Regions from separate parts of the Mus musculus genome. Here region 2 is linked to region 1. A link is a contact called in public promoter capture Hi-C data. All regions are on one chromosome and are shown on one strand. The core of a region is the stretch at or near the end of the contact, and the rest is flanking DNA. Distances in the headings are between cores, read along the strand shown. Region 1 holds the start of Gprc5a (G protein-coupled receptor, family C, group 5, member A). Region 2 holds the start of Plbd1 (phospholipase B domain containing 1).

Evidence for each region. Promoter capture Hi-C pulls out the DNA fragments that hold promoters and counts their contacts.
Region 2: a contact with region 1 is called in a promoter capture Hi-C map of second pharyngeal arch cranial neural crest, with 5 times the contacts expected there. The contact joins the promoter of Plbd1 here to the promoter of Gprc5a in region 1. A contact is called at or near these places in 3 of 39 promoter capture datasets (cranial neural crest, hippocampal neurons and second pharyngeal arch cranial neural crest).

The regions. Positions count from the first base shown.
Region 1 is chr6:135,062,233-135,069,188 of GRCm38.p6, reverse strand. It overlaps Gprc5a (G protein-coupled receptor, family C, group 5, member A), which reads right to left and starts at 3,527. Exons shown (of 4, transcript NM_181444.5): 1 at 3,414-3,527.
Region 2 is chr6:136,656,300-136,663,233 of GRCm38.p6, reverse strand. It overlaps Plbd1 (phospholipase B domain containing 1), which reads left to right and starts at 1,341. Exons shown (of 11, transcript NM_025806.2): 1 at 1,341-1,672. The coding sequence starts at 1,555.

The DNA.
Region 1 (6,956 bases), core at 2,278-4,777:
GGGTGCTAACTCATGATCCTAACTCTCATCCTCATACCTACGCATCAAGCACTCTCTCTTACCCACTGAGACATCTCCTCAGCCCCTATAGACTTTTTTAAATTAGTCCTCGGCAGATGCCATACATAAAATAAATAACCAGCAAAATCACGAGAATGTTTTCTGGATACTTTACCAGAAACACTGTCTATCTTCATACCAATCATATCTCCATTATTAACCAAAGAATTCACACTCTCAGAATCTGCACTTGTCAAGCACTTTGTATAGCAGCTATAAGTAGCAGGGGCTTTTACTATTTATTTATTTATTTATTTATTTATTTATTTATTTATTTATTTATTTATTGGTTGGCTGGTTTTTCGAGACAGGGTTTCTCTGTATAGCCCTGGCTGTCCTGGAACTCACTCTGTAGACCAGGCTGGCCTCGAACTCAGAAACCCACCTGCCTCTGCCTCTGGAGTGCTGAGATTAAAGGCATGCCCCACCATGCCCCGGGCAGGGGCTTTTAGAAGCCATGAACTTGTAACTTGAATGTAGCCACAAATGATACAAAAGCAAATGAGTTTTAATAGATCCCCATGAAACTCGTCATTAAGAAGGAAGAAAACGAACGTATGGGCCACTTTGGACAACAGACCATAGTTGCTACCCCTTCTCTATCAGATGGAATCTATCCAAATGGTCACACATGTTTGCCAAAAACTGAGTGCAGTTTAGAACAGAGTGATCTGAAATTCTAAAATAAACATACAGATTCCGTGCCTTGGGTCACACCTGCACTCCAGCCACTTGAGATGTGAAAGAGGAGAAGCACTTGAGCCTGTGAGATTAAAATACTCCAGGGCAATGGATCAAGCCTTGTTCGAAGGAAGGAAGGAAGGAAGGAAGGAAGGAAGGAAGGAAGGAGAAGGAGAAGGGAGGGGAGGGGAGGGGAGGGGAGGGAAGGGAAGGGAAGGGAAGGGAAGGGAAGGGAAGGGAAGGGAAGGGAAGGGAAGGGAAGGGAAGGGAAGGAGGCAGGCTATAAAAGTAAGGATAAGGTGGGCATGGTAGAGCATGCCTGAGTCTCAGCTCTTGGGAAGCAGAGTTCAGGCCAACCCCGGCCATAGAGTGAGTTGCAAGAGTTCAGGCCAGCCAGGCTATATCGTGGGTTACAAGCTGGTCAGGGTCACAAAGAAACCTCGACTCAAAAAGAAAAAAGGTGGTAGGGGAGCAATAAAAATGCAAACACTGGGCTTTCAGAGGGTAGCTCAGGCCTGTAATTCCATCACTCAGAAACCAGAAGTAGATCTGACTGGGGCAGCCTCGTGTGCACAGTGAATTCCAGGTCAGCCATGGTTACCTGAGTCCCTTTCCTAAAAGGGTAACACCAATGGGCGAGATGGCTCAATGGTAAAGGTGTTTGCTGCCAAGTCTAAGGACCCAAGTTCCTCACACAAGACACCATTAATTCCCTCAAGTTGTCCTTTGACCACCAGATGTGCAGTGTGGCGTGTTCACACCAGGGAGACAGAGGCACAGCAACAAAGAGAGACACAGAGACAGTCAGGCAGACAGAGAGACACACAGAGTCAGAGTCAGAGACAGACAGACAGACAGAAAGACACAGAGACAAAGAGAAACAGAGACAGAGAGACAATCACACAGAGTCAGTGACAGAGAGAGAGAGTCAGAGAGGACAGAGGCAAAGAGACAGAGAGACACACAGAGACAGAGACAGACAGACAGAAAGAGACAGAGAGAGAGAGCACTCAAACAAACAAAAGCCAGCGTTGCTCTGATCCCCTCAAGTGAAAAACTGTTCTGTTTGCCCCCACCCACTGCCCCTGCTCTCTGTGGATCTTCAGAAAGAGCAGAAATCCCCAATCCACATTCCTCTTCACACTCTGTTATCCTCAATTACCTCTCAAGAATGGAATGAAGGCGCACATTTTTTTCAACCTGCTGCTTACGGATACTGTGCAACTACAGACAGGCAGGACCTACACACAGAAAAGACGCTTGCCTACGACTCCTCAGCATAAGGACCTGGCGGCAGGTGGCTGCTGGATAAATGACTGCAGAACCAGGAAACACAGGGCTGCCTGGAGCCAGGTAGAGACCTTTTCTTGGGAAGTCAGAGACAGCTGTGGCCATTCCCTTTGGGCCTGGGGGCCAGCCTCTCCATTCCCTCTTTGATCCTAAGGCACCTCCCAACCCTTCCTCCCCTCCCCTTCCTTCTCTCTATCAGTGATGGCCAGTACAAAAACCCCTAAGGGTGAAGTGTTGGCCTCACCCTCCCCTCCACCTTCCCAGGCCATTGTATCTGAAGTGGCTAAAGAATTCTCCTTCAGTAAAGAGCAAAGAAGAGACTGTTTCCAGAGAACCTTTCACCAGGCTTCAACAAAAGCCTCAGACACTTGCCTGGAGAAAAGGCAGGCAGGCACGGTGATGGTCCTTCAATTACCTGCTTCCAGGCAGGCTTTTGCCATTTGGGAGCCTTCTACCATGAGACCGATACCTGTTATCCCAACACTCTGCAAACTGAGGCAGAATGGTGGTTACAAGCTCGAGGCCAGCCTGAATGTCTAAAAAAAACAAACAAACAAAAAAAAACAACAACAACAAAACAACAACAAAAAAAAAAAACAACTGCTGTTTCCTGTCTTTCCATTCAATGTGATCTGCCAGCCTCCTCCTGCCTGTGTCTCTTCTCCTCCGGGAAGACAAGCTTTTCACCCCCTCTTGTTAAAGAGAGACAGGGTCTTAGAGACTGGGGCAACAGGAAAAGTAAGGGATGGGGTGGAGGAACAACACGCACATGAGAAGGGGGGGGGGGCGTTGAGGTGAGTCACTTCCTGACCTCCACGGCCTTCGCTCCTTTGGGAAGGAAGCGGCTGGCATCCTCTCCCTCTACCCCTCTATTCATTCACAGACCCTTGAAACTCAGATGGGAGTTGAAAGCATCATAGCCCATCTTCCACCCACCAGTGGCTACATAGAACCTGTGGGAGGGGCCTAGTACAGTTCAAGACGGACCTCTCTTTTAATATTGGTATTTTAAACTACTGTTTTGTATCTGGAGACAGAGACTTATATAGCCCAGGCTGACCAGGAACTCACAGTAGAGTCAAGGCTGGCCTTGAACTCTTGATTCTTCTGCATCTACCTCCCAGGTGCAGAATTACAGGCCTGTGCTACAGTTTCTAACTGTTTGCTGATTGGTCTTTCCCCTCTGTTTTAGCCCAGAGAACACATTCAGAGGTGAGAGAAGTTAAGGACATTCCTTTCTCGGTTTCATCTGTTTCTCCTAGCCAGCTGTAGTCCATCACGGGCTGTACTGTCTCAGTTCTCCTTCCCCAAGGCTCCCCACGCCCCACTCTCCGGATTTAAAACTGGGGCCCGGAGCGCGCTCCTGGGTAAACCCCTCTTACCTGGGCGCCGCGGCGCTCGGGGTGAAGCGAGAACTTGCGACTCACGCGTGAAAGGCGAGAGCGCTCAACCCCTGGCTACTGGGCAGGTCCTGGGACAAGGATCCCGCCTTGGCCGCGCAAAGCGGTTATAAAGGCTTCTGTCGCCGGAGGGAGGGAGAGGGTGAACCGAGGGACAAGGGGCGGGGGCGGGGCGGAGGGAGAGGACACGCCTAATCCAGTTCCGCGGCACTTCTCGCTGTTGTGAAAATAAAGTCACCGTGCCAGAGAATGAACTGAAAGCCTCCCTGACGTCAGAAGCACAGTCACTCATGAAATAGGTGGCGGGGTTGCGGGGGAAGCACCCTAGACTGCCAGGCGTAGCTCTCGACGAGTGTTCAGGTCGGTCCCAGAGCTCCCGCCCTTATGAAAAGAGCCACACGGTGAACCCAGCTACGGATGAGCGCTGCTGGCTGTCATCTCCTGGAGGGAACCACACCCATCCTCCCTGAGGGCACTATAGGGCCCCAAGGGCAAAGACTTAAGCCAGCAGCTCCAGGCAGCTCCTTTGTTACTTTCTGTGGGAGAAGTTGGTCTTTATTTCCCCTTGGCGGCACCTGTCTCTCCATCACCCACTCCTTCCTCCGGTGAGCAGGGAGAAGCCAAGTTTAAATGGGAAGAGACAGCCACTCACTCTCCTGTGGGTCCCCCAGTCGCGGCTAAAGAGTAAAGACCAAGGAAAAGTTGAGACGCTTCAGCAAGGCCCTTCTTGGAACTGTCGCATAGCCAAGTTAGCATGGCCTGACTGAGAGATCATATCGCCTTTCTTTTAACCACCTCTCCAAAAGTTTGACAAAGCAGTTGATAGGAACAGAGACGCCAGATAAAATTTTGAAATGAAGGAATTTGCCTTTGGTGTCTGATTCCTCCTGCTTAGGTAGGGGCCCGCAGCGCATCCATTATCAGGCCAGTCCGGCTGAAACCTGCCTGCTCCGTAGTCAAAAAGTCCTGGAATGTCAACGCACTGGACCAGGTTTACCCCGTTGGTTGCGTTGGTGGGCAGCGGGGGAACTAAGCTTTTTAGGTAGTAGGGAAGGCCTGGAGCAGGCCTTCTAAGTGCTTTAGTTCAGTTTTAATACAATTTTTCATGTATGGCGACCCCCAGCCATAAAATTATCTTTGTTATTACCTCATAACTGTAATTTTGCTTCTGTTATGAATCTTAATATACATATCTGTGCTTTTTACTGGGCTTAGGTGACCCCTGTGAAAAAGATGTTTAACCCCTACAAGGGGCTGAGACCCACTTTTCTCCACACCCTTAAATGCTTTTTAAAATGTAACAAACAATCTTGCCAGATGGTAGGGGCTCACAACTTTAATCCCAGCACTCCTAAGGGAGAGGCAAGCAGATCTCAGTGAATTGGAGGCCAGTCTGCTCTACACAGTGAGTTCCAGAACAATCAGGGATGCACAGAGAAACCCTGTCTCAAAAAAAGAAAAGAAAAGAATAAAATGTAACAAGCCAGGCCTGGCGCGGGGCACCTCTGTAACGCCAGCACTTGGGTGGTAGAAGCAGGTAGAAAAACACTTCAAGGCCAGTTTCTACTACATAGGAGTTTGAGGTCACCTGAAGGTGACTTGCTGCAAATGACAGTTCGAGTCAGCATTTGGGAGACTGAAACAGGAAGATGGCCACCGGCCTGAGCCACATAGGTGATATAGGGCAACGGGAAAGGGGGAGGGGGGGCTACTCTCAAGAGCCTGACTCAAAAAGGCAGAGGAGATGGGAAGGTGGCTCAGCCAATAAACTACGTGCTGCCTAACCTGATAACCAGAGTCCAATTCCCAAAATCGGCATGAAGGTCAACCAAGTCCAAGAAGAGAACCAAGACTGTAAAGTTGTCCTCTGACCTACACACAGGACCATGGTGAGTGCTACACACACACGCACATACACACACACACACACACACACACACACACACACACACCAATAGAAAGACTCTTCATGAGCTTATGCTGTGATGTATAAGGTACTGGTTCAAACACCAGAGCCAAAACAACCTAAATCTTTGGAGTCTATATTTCTATTGATCTCGTACCTAAGAAACCGCAGTCAATATTTAACTTGGCCATCTCCCTTGTGGCCTGCAGGTCAGAGGTCGTCAAGTTCTCCTCCTCTCCTGGGGTTCACCAAGAGACAGGGGCCTGGGGAAAGGGCTTGGGGAATGATGAGACCGGAAAGGGCTTCTCTCTAAACTTCTACAATCTCATCTATAGAAACTGAAGCTAGACCAGTATCCAAGAGAACCATGGATGGACTGGAGAGATGGCTCAGAGGTTAAGAGCACTGACTGTTCTTCTAAATATCCTGAGTTCAAATCCCAGCAACCACGTGGTGACTCACAACCATCTGTAATGGGATAGGATGCCTCGTCTGGTATGTCTGAAGACAGCTTCAGTGTACTTACAAAGTAAATCAGTAAATCGAAGAAGAAGAAGAAGAAGAAGAAGAAGAAGAAGGAGGAGGAGGAGGAGGAGGAGGAGGAGGAGGAGGAGGAGGAGGAGGAGGAGGAGGAGGAGGAAAAAAAAGCTTGGCCCAAGCAAGGTAGTATAGACCTTTGATCCCAGGAGACTAAGGCAAGGGGATCTCTGAGTTCAAGGTCAGCCTAGGACGAAACAAGTCCCAGATCCAGGCATGGTGGTACACACCTCTAACCTGGGCCACACCTTTTGCTGGAGACCTGCATAAGGACATTGGAAAAAGGAAGATTCGCTCTTCCTTGACGCTTGCACTTACTTGCCAGCACATCTGTTGGAATCCACTTCTACAGAAGACCAGCTGAAATAACTAGCTTTGTTTCATAATAAATTCCCTCAATATAGAAAGACATTCCATACATTCTGTGACTCTAGAGAACCCTGTATACATTGGAACAGCAGTTGGTCGAATCATAAGAAGTAAAAAGATATAGGGAGCTGGGCGTGGTGGCTCATGGCCATAGTCCCAGCAATGGAGAGAATGAAGTGTGGTGACTATTGTGGGTTCAAGTCTGCATATCAAGTGCCATCCATGTCTGGACTCTAAAGTGAGACCTTAGAAGAAAATGAAGAAGGAAGGAGAAGAAATGAGAGGGAAAAAGAACTTGCTTTATCATCTGTTTAACCCAATAGATCCCAAATAGCACCATCTCAGCACATTATCTTTTCAAATATGAGGGGAGAGGGGGCTGGAAAGATGGCTAAGCTGTTAAGAGTGGCTGCTTTTTCAGAGGACTTGGGTTCAGTTCCCAGCACTCACATGGTAGCTCCTAACTGTCTGTCTCTCCAATTTCAGGGGACCCATACCATCTTCTGGCCTTTCTGGGTACCTAGTACATACATAGTACACAGATGAACCTGCAGTCAAAACACACATACACAGAAAACAATTAAAAAAAAAAAACAGAGATTCTCTACGTAGCCCTGGCTGTCTTGGAACTCACTCTCTAGACTACATTGGTCTCGGACTCAGAGATCTACCTATCTCTGACTCCCTAAGTGCAAGGATTTAAGGTATTCACC
Region 2 (6,934 bases), core at 92-2,591, 1.6 Mb before region 1:
TAACAGTGCTCTGCTAGGTTAGTACTTTTTACCTTGGGGAATACTGGACGTGGTCTGGAGGCACTTTCAAGGATGTTAAAGGCCTCAGAGTGCACAGGACACACTCACACACACGGACGGACACACACATATGCTCACTCATAACTGGACAGAATTTCAACAGTACTGAGTTTAAGAAAGTCTAATCCAATTAAACTGCTCGTTCAAAACAAGCCAACCACTTCATCGACTAGTCTGGTGTTCTACAGACCCGGTGTCATACAGGGCTCTATCCTGGAACACTGAAGTCAATAAATACTCGGCAAGCAAACCATCAGGTGGGTGAGCCCAGCCCCCATCAGGCATCCTGAAAGAGTCACCTCCTCTGAACACTTGTCTCCTTGGATCAGAAGGGTCAGTGAGGTCACAGAGTGGGATATGGAGACACACCTGCACTTTTTGGGGTGACACTTCACTAGCCACGTGCCATAGGACCCAAAGGTACCGTTCACCTTCGTTTTTATTTTATGTACAGTCCCTACAATGCCTGCAGCTTCTTTCTCCACTAAATGAATATTACCAAACGAAATTGTGATTTGTATTTCATAATTCACAGGTGTCATTTCTAGCAATGACAAATTTATTTCTTCCTCTAACAAAGGCACTTCTTCATTACTTTTTAAAAAATATTTATTTGTTTATCTGGATTTTTTATATTTTGGTGTTTGGAAACAGTGTCTCATTCAGTAGCCCAAATTGTCCTCAGACTTTCATTAATCCTCCTGCCTCGACTTCTGGAACGCTTTACAAACCCAGCTACAGTGGTTTGCTTGCCTGGGTTCAGTAGCAAAAGATGAGCTCAGTCAGCTTGAAGTCTGTTGCCTACTTCACAATGTCACCTAGGGCACCCTTGGCCAACTTCACAATGTTGCCTTCAGCGAGTCCTGCCCAGACATGGGTCTCTATGGAAGCTCAGGGGTAGATCTGCTTCTAGCCCCGCGTGAATCAGCTCCGCCCAATGAAGACACAAAGCTAAGGTCTGGAGGTGTTGAGCTCCTGAGGTCAGACAGGCTGGCGCAAGAAGCCCTGATTCCTGACGGATGAGGGACCTGAGAAGACAGAAGGCCACAGAATCCGACCTACGGGGAGGCATGCGACCCACTGCTGCCTCGGTTTCCTTATCCTCTGCTACAGGGACCAAGGCCACCTTTAACTGATTCCTTAGCCCTGAGCCCCACCCTCCAGGAGGCGACCAGAGAAAGCAGCACAGCCCCGGCACTTCCCAAAAGCGCGACAGAGAACTTTCCCGGCCTGGCCCACAGGTGGCTGGAGGGTCAGACCAGACGGAAAGGATCCGCCTCTCCTAGCCTGGGGCTCAGCAGGGCGAAGGTTGGTTCCCAAGGCCACGTGAAGCGCCCAAGCAGGCAAGACTAATGTCAGAAGAAAGTTAAGATCGGCCCGGCCTCTGCAACGCAGCGCCCTGCTACCATCCTCAAGTGCGGCTCTTGCAACAGCTGCCACCGCCGGCGCCAGCGGGACCTAATCCAACCAGGCCGAGGTCACAGCGGAGGAGCGATGTGCCACCGCAGCCCTGGCAGGAGCCTCAGGCCGCCATCGCCGCTGCTGCTGCTGCTGCCATTGCTGCTGCAGCCTCCCTGGGCGGCTGGCGCTGCCAGCCAGAGCGACCCAACAGGTGAGCAGAACGGCCGCCCGCGGACTAGGGGCGTTGCCCTGTACCCCCACGCCGGCGGCTGGCCAGAGTCCCAACAGCTTTGCATCTAGGGGCGTCTTGGGTCGTACTTCTTGGTGGGGAGCCTGGCGGGTTACGTTCCAGCCCTGAGGTGGATCAGCGGTGGCATTGAAGGAGGGTACAAGGGCTCTCCAACGTAAAATGTTTTGGCCTTAATTCTGTCCCATATCTTGTCCCGGACAACCTCGACTGGTCCAAAAGGCTCCAGTCCAGAGATTTTTCCAAATCAGACTGAGGTGTGATTTCGAGCTGACCTTTGTTCTGCTTCTAGAAGTAGACAAGTGACTTGGACTTAAGAGAACTGATAGCAAACTGGTTATGCCATCTTGATATGGGACAGGGCCAGAGCTTAAGGCTGCTGAGCTCTTCTGAATGGCCTCAGAATCCTAAAGTGGATTAAAGTCTCCGTTCTACTGCACAGAGGCTGCGACTGGGGGGAAGTCAGGAATTTGCCTAAGCGATAAGGTAGCTGGGTTGCCAGAGGGCACTGGTGTAATCCTTCCCTTCAGAAAAAACAGGCCTCAACAGGTGTCCTTCCAGTCTCACCCTTCCATTTGTAACAAGACCAAAATGAATTGTGGGATGCGTAGACTTGGAAGATTCTAAAAGTCAAATTCAGAGAGGACGACTGATTTCGTAATCGTCTCCTTGTTTGACCCATTCAAGAATAGGAAGGGACGCGGGCAGTGTCCCCTTTCAAAAGTCGCTGATTTTTCTCGTTACCGTCTCTCAACGAGTACCCGCACCCTTGCCATTTGGAAGTGTTTGCTTTCAAAGCCTGCTCCACTCATGTCTGGAAACTTCCCAGTGGGCACAGGCTTGTGGGATGAGAAGGGTCCGGAAGTGCCTGATGTCTCCCCTGATTTAGCTGTATGTTCTTTGGTCATCCCTCCCTACCCCCGCCACATGAGCGCTCACGCTCACACACACACACACACACACACACACACACACACACACACACCCTTTAGTCCAGAAAAGCTGCTGGTTCCTTACCATGGCCAGCAATCCTGAAAGGCTCCTCCACATGACAGCTTTGAGGACAGCTAAGGATGCCTGCCTGCAGTGTCTATTTGAAACAGATGGGATGTCCTTTCTCCCTCTTATCAGTATGTTATTTGTACTGTATTGAAGCTTCCTCAACCTGCCAGTAGATTACCCAAAATTTAAATCGTAAAAAAGCAGAGGCATTGCTATCTCCCAGGGCTCCCAAAGGAACCTAGCTCCGTACTGTGAGCTTAGTAGGCTGTGTCCTAACTGTTCCTCCTTTGCCCTGGTAAGAGAGAGATGAGCCGACCTCCGTGAGACTCAAAATGTAGCCCATTCCTTGGTAAAACTGGTTCTTCCTCTAGGCAGGCAGGGCTAAACTCCAGAAGTCAGTATTTGCATCATGCCAGCTGTGATCAGATCTCAGGGAGACGATTCACCCTGATACACGCCCAAGTCTGTCCCCAGATTCATCATTAATTATTCATTAGAAATATAACTGTCAGGCTGAGGGCCTGACTCATCTGCCCTGATTGGGCACTGGGAACCGGAATCAGCTGGTGGGAAGCACTTGCTAACCTGACTGTCATTTAGTCTCCATAAGGTGTCCCGGCCGGCAGACAACAGGTTAAAGCCAATGGCTACTTTAACTCTGACAGCAGTTATATATCTGAGTTCACTAAAATGGGCCTACTGGTTGCACCATGGCTTATTTTAACATGGAAATTCTTTATACTTCATTTAAGTATTTATGTATGTATGTATGTGTGTATGTATGTATGTATTTATTTATTTACTAAGACGGGATCTCATTATGTAGCCCTGGCTAGCCTAGAACTCACTGTGTAGACCAGGCTAACCTGGAACTCAGAGAGATCCACGGCACCAGCCTCGTCTTTTTAATCCCTAAACAGTTTTCCAATTGCTCCCGCGTTCTGATTTTTAGCTTTAAAGGGTGGCTAGTGAGTTATTGCTGGAGTTAGCATGTTCCTTCTTACCAGGGCAAAGGAGGAACTTACTAACATTGTGGAGGTAGTGAAATTATGAGGAAACGTTTATGCAAAACTTATAACTCTTTGTCATCCGAAGAGACCTGGATGTCACATGACATATGTGTCAATCCTGGGGGTGGGGAAGACGTTGTGGAAGTCTTTTGATTGAGGTTTGAAAACAGAATGAACAAATCTCCGAGAGAGGCTGCTGGTGCGCTGAGAGACGACCTCCATCATCAGTCTGGCAGGTCCTGTGATGACCTCCATCATCAGTCTGGCAGGTCCTGTGATGACCTCCATCATCAGTCTGGCAGGTCCTGTGATGACCTCCATCATCAGTCTGGCAGGTCCTGTGATGACCTCCATCATCAGTCTGGCAGGTCCTGTGATGACCTCCATCATCAGTCTGGCAGGTCCTGTGATGACCTCCATCATCAGTCTGGCAGGTCCTGTGATGACCTCCATCATCAGTCTGGCAGGTCCTGTGATGACCTCCATCATCAGTCTGGCAGGTCCTGTGATGACCTCCATCATCAGTCTGGCAGGTCCTGTGATGACCTCCATCATCAGTCTGGCAGGTCCTGTGATGACCTCCATCATCAGTCTGGCAGGTCCTGTGATGGGCCCAGCAGGAGCAGCTGACAAGTTGCCAAAGCTTTATTCCCTTTAAGCTCCTTTGGAAACTCAAGCAACCAGCATCCTAATCCATATGTCGAAATCATGAGTCCATGAAATAGCTCAACCACAAAGGCTCATGGGGCACAAGGCTGTCCTGAGTTCGATCCCTGGGACTCGCATAAGGGTGGAGGGAGATACCTGACTGCACACTCCACAGAGTTATCCTCTGACCCCCTACTAAGTGCCACAACATGTGCACTCACATACGTCAGCACACTATGAACTTCATGTGACTATGTTCCCACATGTGACCTTCCAGTCACTGTGACAGTTTGGGATTTAGGTGGCCATGTAATCAGGAAAGAATTGTGCTATCCCTGAGGGAGTGGATGTGGCAACAGACGAGACTCTCCTCCCATTCTCAAAGAGTTGTGTGACAGCGATTATCGGACCAAGCACAAAGATAATGTCTTGCTGAGTGCCCTGGATGGGAGGTGACTCAGAGTAACAAATCTGTCAGGTGTGGTGACACACACCTGTAATCCAGCACTTGGGAGGCAGAGGAAAGATAAAATCTCTAAACTGAGGGCCAGCCTGAGCTACACAGCAAATTCCAGGCCAGCCAGAGCTACACAGTGAGGCACTCTCCCAAAAAGGGAGTGTGGGTGGGACCTGGGATCCACATCAGAATGAAACCAAGTTAGTGTTCAACTAACTAAAAGGGTTAGCTAAAAGGGAAGAAAGAAGGGTGCTTTTGGATTTGAGCAAATCTCTAATCATTTCCTGAATTGTACGCTTTGTCAATTCTTAACTGCTCTTCAGGTTTATCCCAGCTTCACACAGGCATGCCCCACTGTGCCTCGCTCGCTCCAGCTGTACCCCACAATGTCTTGCTTCCCACTTCAGGAATCTCTGACTGTGCTGTTTAGAGGGCTTTAACCCTAGGCGGGGCATCTTATGAGAATGTAGAACAGGAACAGGCAGAGAAATGAGCCCTTTTCTATCATGTTTGGGTTTTTTGTTTGTTTGGAAGACGAGATCTCACTATGGGGGGCCAGGCTAGCCTCAGAATCACAGTGACCCCCCTATCTCAGCCTCCCATGCGCTGGGGTTATAGGTGTGAGCCACCATGTCCTCTCCATCCTTGGGATGGAGCCTGGAGGAGTTTGAGTTTGTTGCACACACTACCTCAGCGGGACCATTGAGGTCAGTCAGCAGGCCACAGCCAGGGGACCCTCACCAGCCTTCACTATTCCCACGGAGAATTTGGGAGAATTTGCTGGGACCATCCTTCGCTTAGGCAGAGACGTGGGCTTTGATCACTGCACACAGACAAGCTGAACACCTACCTATAGTTTCTTGGGAGGACATTACATAACGCACAAGTCAGTTATGCCTTTAGTGACTCTGATAAAAACGCAACGCAAGTTTAGAAGTCAGAGAGCAGTTTCCTGAGGGCCCTTGTAGGAGGAGAAGGTAACACACACACACACACACACACACCAGTGAACGTGCCCTCAGCCCAATCTAAGCAGAAAATAATCTCAATATTATTCTAGGTCTCTCATGTATTCCACCTGCTCAAACTCTTTTCTTTCTCATGCTATAACACTGAGCCATTAGCTAATACTGTCATCTAAGGTTGAAAGCCATTCCCTCTCTTCCATAAAATGAGATGCTAAAACAGTTAGGTTCTGAAGATGGAAGCCAGCCAGACTTGGTAGGTCTCACCTATAATAACCTAAGGCAAGAGGATTGTAATGAGATAAAAGCCAGCCTGGGCTACATAGTGAGTTCCAGGTCAACCTGAGCTACACAGTACTATCCAATCACAGAAATGAATGAATGAATAAACAAACAAACAAACAAACAAATAAATAAATAAATAAATAAATGGAGGGGATGCATTTTTTTGTTTTTACAATTTTAAGAGTTTTTAAAATTGAATATAAGTTCACAAAGAATAATAAAGTGCACAAGAAATATAATGAGGACATCTGAGGTTTTATTGTTTTGTTTTCATGTTAAAAATATAAAAGCCATTGGAAGTCCTCCATCTTAATTAAGAATTTCTTCCTAGTGGGGCAGTGGTGGCGCACACCTTTAATCCCAGCACTTGGGAGGCAGAGGCAGGCAGATTTCTGAGGCCAGCCTGGTCTACAGAGTGAGTTCTAGGACAACCAGGGCTACACAGAGAAACCCTGTCTCAAAAAAAAAAAAAAAAAAAGATTTTCTTTCTAAGGTAACTGTTTTGTACCGTCTGACAAATGATCTACAACAGTCATATTTTCAGTTTTGAATGTGTTATTGAGTAATGAAAGGGGTGCTCATCATCATATCGGGTGCTCAATCATCCAGCGGAAACCGACTGGAAGATCCCCATTAAAGCACCAGCTAGTGTTTCTAGGAAGGAGTCAGGGCAGCGAGCCTTCCAGGCAAAAGACCAATAACTGAGAGGCAGCATCCTCCGTCTTAGCACTCACAACTTCCTGTAGAAACTGACTAGGGAAGCTGAGGAATTCGCTGGAGTTTCAAACTGAGCTTTCTCTCCGTGGGTGAACTTCCGGCTCCCTTCCTCACTGCAGGCAACTTTATATCGTGGGGTAAA